Regions from separate parts of the Anser cygnoides genome. Here region 2 is linked to region 1. The links are chromatin contacts, called in public Hi-C maps. All regions are on one chromosome and are shown on one strand. The core of a region is the stretch at or near the end of the contact, and the rest is flanking DNA. Distances in the headings are between cores, read along the strand shown. Region 1 holds the start of PGM3 (phosphoglucomutase 3). Region 2 holds the start of IBTK (inhibitor of Bruton tyrosine kinase).

Region 1 (3,203 bases), core at 592-3,091:
ATTATACATATAATATAGGGAAAAAAAGAGGAAACGCTAAAATTTATTCATCTCATCTTAGGTGTTGTCCTTTCCAACATGCTTGGTCTAACAGTATAAATGTGAAATACAATGAGTTGAACAACTACTACTACTAAGAATTACTATTAATGTAATGAGACCATAATGAGATGATAGCAAAAGGATATTGGAAATGGTGCCAACAGCACTAAAAGATTGTAAAGATAGCGCCCAAAGCTTACACGTTATGGAGTGAGGTGGGCTTTCTTCCCCCTCTCCGCTTTGTTTAAAAGCAAAATTCGATACTGCAGTCAGGCACAAAAGTCTTTGCATTTCATGGGTTTGTGGAATGAAGTGAGAGTAAATGATTCATAAAGCAGCAAAAGAAGCAAAAGATGCTGTATGCACTAAATCTTGACTGTATCAGTAAGACTCCGTTCAGTAGGATGTGCTTTTGTATTGGAAACCATATTAATATGCCAGAGTAAAGGGGAGAGTGGCTCTTAAGAATCTTGCCCCCTACCAAATGGGCATCTGATCAATAAATTCAACCTACTTGCTGGATCTATTAAAAGAAAAAAAAAATATTTTACAAAGTGTTTATGATTGTACACACTGCATAGAGAGGTATTATTATAAACAAATATTCACTGTAAGAGATGAAGCATTCTCAGGATTATTGATGATAAAAAGCATTTTAGACCACGAAAACCTTGAGATTATCTTGCCTGATCTCCCACAAAACACAGGCTGTTGCATTTCTCTTTATTCCTACAGTGTTTTAAAATTGAGCACTTCAGTTCTTTGGAAACAAAACTCTGCCTGCAACCAAAGAGCAGGGGAGAATTCACATGTCCTCAGCACTTGAGGCTCTTGTACACCAGGAGACAACTTTCACTGATGTAAGCAAGTCTCTGGTTAGTCCTGCAAAGAGAGGTTTATCATGTCAAGTTCCTTGACAATCTGTCATTAGGGAAAAAAAAAAAAATCTTTCTATACGAGCCCTCCATGCACAACACACAAAACTCCTCTCTGAAGACTGGTGAAAGGGTGCGTTTTAAAGAGATATCTGATCTTATATGTAAGTTTCCAAAAGAATCATGAAGCCACCTCGCTACCCAATAAATTGTTCTAATATTTAATTATCCTTATTCCAAGGAAAATGCATATACTTCTAGGCTGAGTTTGTCCAGCCATTGACTTATCTTATAATCAGCCCTACACTACTGGCTGTACTACTCTAGGCAAGTATTTACACTGCTTAGCTGCCACGTGTAACCTTTTTATCCAGCAGGACAGCCCCCTGGAACTCCTTATACTGTTCTGCTTCTCGGTTCACGGGCCGGTTCTGCCAGCGTTTGTGCCACTCCTGTCCATGACATCCTGCCACTTGGGGCTGGTTTACATGGCAGCATTTCAAAAACAGAACGTCAGCACACGTGGCAGCCCCTTCTGAGGGAAATACGGTGGTTTCGCCGAAGTAATGCGAAGCGCAATGCCTGCGTCCCCACGAGGGGAGCGCTGCCTCTGTAAGGCACGGCTCCATAACCTGGCAGCCCCTGAGGGACGACCCTAGCCAAGCTCTCGTGAACGCCGTGCCGATGCCAGCTACCTCACTAAGCCTTCCCCGCCCGAATAAAGCCAAGACTCGAGTAAATCACTAAAACCACGGCGCTTTTATTTCTCGGCTCCTGAAGCACCAGACCCTTTACGCCCCCCGCCTTCTCTCCGGGGACCACCGCCAGCGCGGGCCGCCATGAGGGGGGCGGCGGCGCGCACGCGCGCTGGGCTCCCGGGCAGCGGCGGCCGTTGGGGGGGGGGGGGTAGCACCAACGGTCGGCGCCGTTTGAAGCTCAACGGTCGGGGCGCGCGGGCTGCCTGAGGGAGCGCCTCGCTGAGGCGAGGCGAGGCGGGGGGGGCTCCATCCCTCCTTCCCCTCCTGTCCCGCGGGCTGGGGGCTCGGAGCCGCTGCAGGGCGTCCCGTCAGCGGTAGCCGCGTTGCCCAGGTAGAGGGAGCAGGCAGGCTCCTGCCCAACCGAGCCGGGCTCAGCCCGTGAGGCGCGGGGGTGGGGGGGACGACGACTGTTAGGGCGCCTCCGCCGGTCCCGCGGGGGGGACCCCACTACCCGGGGAAGCGATCGCGATCCTGGTACGCCGCCGGCTGCCGAGCGGGCGGGGCTCGGCTGCTACGTGGCCGCGCTGAGCCCGGAAGAGGAGGGCGGTGGCGGCCAGGGGCGGTGGGCCCGGGCGCCGCCCCCTTGTAACCAACGCGGCTGAGCCCCGGGGGGTTGCTCCTGTCGGGGTGCTCGGGCGGCAGCCCCGGCCCAGAGCCCCTCAGCGCTACGGGTCCCGGGAGCGGCACGAGGGCTGTCGTGTTCTGTCGTGTTCTGTCCGTGTTCACGCGCCTGGCTGAGCTGCAGTCCGAAGAAAATACCCGCTGACACTGCTAGGAGCTTCCCTGCAATTTGTGAGGGTAAGAAGAGAGACTGCAGGCTGCATCTGGTCTCAAGGGTTAGAGCGTGGAGCCGTGGCCACGGGCAATGAGTGGCTAGTGCTGAAGTGGGAAACGGCTGGCCCTTTGCCAAGAGCTTTGCTGGGAGCCCTGCCAGTAGACAACTGAAAATCTCAATCTCCTCGCCTAAATTGCTTCGTTGTCTTGTGATCTGATGAAATCTGGCCCTGCTCTGTTTGTCTAGTGTTGCACTGGGAAAGTAGAGGCTCCTTCATGGATTGTGCCTGTAGTGATCCTCCTCACAGTCCCACCAAGGGGTTTATGGGGCTGTTGATGGTATTGTGTTGACCTCGGTTTAAGATATCTGTAGTCTTCAAAATTAAATGAAGTGCAAACTGTGAAACTAATGACTTGCTTCTCTCATGGGCATCTCTGCTACTTCCTTCTCTAGAAATGGATTTTGAAGCACTGAAAAAATACTCAGCGTTGCATCCTAAGCCTGCTGGACTTACTCTTCAGTATGGCACTGCTGGATTCCGCAGCAAGGCAGAGCAGCTCGATCACGTCATGTTCCGCATGGGCTTGCTGGCAGCTCTCAGGTCCAGAGCCACAGGATCTACCATCGGTGTCATGGTTACAGCATCTCACAATCCTGAAGTAAGAACAACCTTTTATTTTAAAAGAAATCAGATGGAGTCACTGGTGGAATCAGAGCTCCTCACAGTAATGGGAACAAAAAGTACCCATAGGC
Region 2 (3,214 bases), core at 36-2,535, 350 kb after region 1:
GAGTAAAAAATGCCTGTGATTCACCTACACACAACTTCTAGTCAATTTTCCCCAAATTAAACTGCTGCTGAAGAATACACTTTTTTTTTTTTTTTCAACTTCAAATGTTTTGTGTTTAAAAAATAGCTAGGTTGTTTTAAACTCCTTAATGCTTTCACTACTCTGGTGATAAAATTGTAGCTTTAAATAAACAGAGAGAAATTCTGGCCATTGGCATAAACATTAATACAGCCTGTCTTTCCTTTCTATTTTGGAAAAAGTGGTATTTTTTTTTTCTATTTTACACTGGGTACTACTTGTTCTGGTTCCTAGCTTCCCACCCAACAATGCAAAATCCGAATCCTATTCCAGATTAAACTGTAATTTGCACCTCCTATTGCATCATCCAAAAAATATATTTAAAACGTAGAACTGGAGTTTGCTTCAGACACCCACTAAGTGAACCATAGGTAATTACTTTGCAAGATTTATTTGTCAAATCCGTGTGCACTTAACGAGCTTGCTTACAAGACTGCCCTGTGGGTTGGTGTCAAAAGCCTCACAAAAATCAAGTTGCATCGTGTAAATTAGACCACTTGCAGTGCCATAGTGAGAAATTTCATTGGCTTGAGACAATCTGTCTCGATAAAGCCTTCTGGATGCTTTCTCTTACTTCTTGATTTCCTAGAGACCTGCAGATGGGTTACTTAATGATTTCTGCTTGAGACCTCCCAGAGGGGCGCTGCCCTGTCAGAAACTTTGCTCACAGCCAGGCAAGCTGCATCTCTTCACCTTTTGTTCCTTTGGGACAGCCTCAGATGTTGATAATAATTCTTCCGAGATGGTTTTAACATTTTTGTTAGGCAGGGGCCTGTGTCCTTTGCCTGTTTCATTCTACCAATTGATAGTGTTTCACGATATCGCAGCCACCACTTCTAGCTGCGTGGCCACAATTTTCCTTTTCCCATGAAAACTGACAGGAAAACCCCCTGAACCACCTCAAACGTTTTTCCTTCACTCGCTCCTTCCCGGCAGCCCTTTCCCGGACTCAGTACACGACGCGCTTGCTACACCCCCGGCCGCCATTTTGTTTTAACCCTTGCGCGCCCCCCCGTGGTAGCGCGGCCGCCATTTTGTTTTAACCCTTGCGCGCCTCACGGCGTCCCTCCACTGCCGTGACGCGCAGGCCCCGCCCCCTTCCACCCTACCTGTCACTCAATCCGGGCTCCGCCGCGGGCGGGCGTGGCCGCGGCGTGAGTCGCAGCCAATCAGCGCGCGAGCTACGGCGGCGCCTCGGCCAATCGGCTGCTTGCTTCTTCAGGGGTGCGGCGGCCGCTGTTCGTTCGCCGCTCGCTGCTCCGCTGGCACCGGCCGCCGCCTCCTGCTGAGGTGCCGCGGTACCCGTAGCGGCCTGGCCCTGCCCCGGCGTCACTGAGGATGAGCCCCCGCGCTGCCCAGCGCGCCTCCCGCCCTGCCCGGCCGAGTCCATTCATCTAGCGACTGGTAAGGGGCGGGCCGCCGGTGTGTCCGGGGGGACCGGGACCGGGACGGGGACAACGGGGGGGGCTCCGCTGGGACAGCCGGGGAGCCGGGCGGTGCTCGCTGCCGCGCTACGTGGCTATTAAAGCGGCCACCGACCCCCCTGCCGCCCCCCAAAGTCTGGGGCCGGCTCTGAGAGACGCGTCAGGCGCTGGTGGCAGCCTCCGCTCTCCTTAGCTGGAGGTTCCCGGGAAGCCTTTGCTGTGTCTGGCCCTCCCGGGGGTGTTTGCCTGCTGCCTCTGGTAGCAGCTCACGGTGTTGCTGCCGAGCTGCAGCGTTGAGCGCCGGAGAGTTGAAATCGCCTAGTTGGGTCAAAAAAAAGTCTGTGCGTGGCCTTGTTGGGGCCGGCCACCTGATCTCCGGCGTCCGGCCCTTTCCTTGCTGACGTGGTCAATGTAGTTGTCTGTCTTCAGGGACCACAGCTTGGGGCTTACAAAAAGTAAATATAAAAGCACACAGGAACATCTGATGTGGGTACTTTTTAACAACACTTCACTAAAAGTTCCGAGTTCATACAGAAAAGTCTGCTAAGTTTAAGAGTTGATTTGTTTATCTCATGGAGCTTTAAGTACAGTGAAATTCTAGAAGGCACTCTTGGTTCGTTACTCTTCACTTTTACTGAAAGACAGATAAACTTAAAGTCTAGAGCAGGATCCCAGTGTATTGTGGAAAAGTCTGTAGCTGTGCTTCTGTGTTACCATTTTCTCTACGTTTTAATTTTTTGCTAATGCTATTAAACTATGTAGTTTTCACTGTTTCCAGAAAAGCAAAGCACGGTATTTCACAGTTTCCTGTTCATGAGCTGTTAACAGAGATACCTTGTTATTTCTGATAAGCTGAACTTCTCTGAGGTGTTGCAGCTGAATTTAGCTCTCAGTGATACTTTGATGCTTGTTTGACAGACTGTCTGCCTTCAATTCAGAATGTTTGTTAGCAGTCTTGGGAGCAAATGGGCTAGAGTTGTTGGTATTCTCTTAAAGAAAGAAGTTATGTCAAAAGGCTGAATCACTGATTGTCTCATCCCGATAAGGATCCTGCCATCCTCACTGCAAAGGCAGAAGTTGCAGAAAGTCTGGAGGACATCTAAAGGCCACCAGCTGCAGGGTTTCTAAGTGATAGTAGAGAAGCCCCAGCCTAGTAAATGCAGCAGCTTGGATATGCCACAGCTAAGGGAGCATAGCAGGCATAGTAGAACCTGTTGTTTTATAAATTCAGTTGAATTTTGTCTGTAGCTTTACTTCTAGACAGGTGACATCTATTTAAAATTTGCAAGGTTGCTTGTCTAGTCCATTTTGAGAATACCTTTGGGTAGCCTCATTTGCGATCAGCGTATCTTTTGAAAGTGATTCCTGACATAATTTTAATCTATGAAATTTGAATGAATGAGTACTTACTCCACTGTCAGGGGTAACAGATTTATATTTGTTCTTTTTGTAAATAACCTTCCTGTTTGAAGACTGTGGTCTGTAGAAAACACAGCTGAGGGATAAAACAGATCCTGTTTGTTCAGGCTGTACTCACGGGTTGTTTTGTAAACGGTTTGAATCCTAATTGCTCTTTCCACAGTCGTCTTCCACTTACCTGCTTCTTTTAAAATTTAATATCTGAACTAGAGGCAGAATTCTACCTGCTGCTTTGTGTATTGAGAAGAGCAGAACCATTACTTTCCACGTCTTGTATGCAATGCCCCATTAAA

The links. Hi-C and Micro-C count contacts between places; a contact is called where the count stands out from the background.
Region 2: a contact with region 1 is called in a Hi-C map of liver, with 1.9 times the contacts expected there. The contact joins the promoter of IBTK here to the promoter of PGM3 in region 1. A contact is called at or near these places in 2 of 7 Hi-C or Micro-C datasets (granulosa cells and liver).

Annotation. Positions count from the first base shown.
Region 1 is chr3:85,541,400-85,544,602 of Taihu_goose_T2T_genome, forward strand. PGM3 (phosphoglucomutase 3) reads left to right here and starts at 1,842. Exons shown (of 13, transcript XM_048079875.2): 1 at 1,842-2,006; 2 at 2,904-3,109. The coding sequence starts at 2,906.
Region 2 is chr3:85,890,963-85,894,176 of Taihu_goose_T2T_genome, forward strand. It overlaps IBTK (inhibitor of Bruton tyrosine kinase), which reads left to right and starts at 1,286. Exons shown (of 29, transcript XM_048079807.2): 1 at 1,286-1,482. It overlaps LOC106035347 (a long non-coding RNA gene), which reads right to left and starts at 1,170. Exons shown (of 3, transcript XR_010830489.1): 1 at 1-1,170.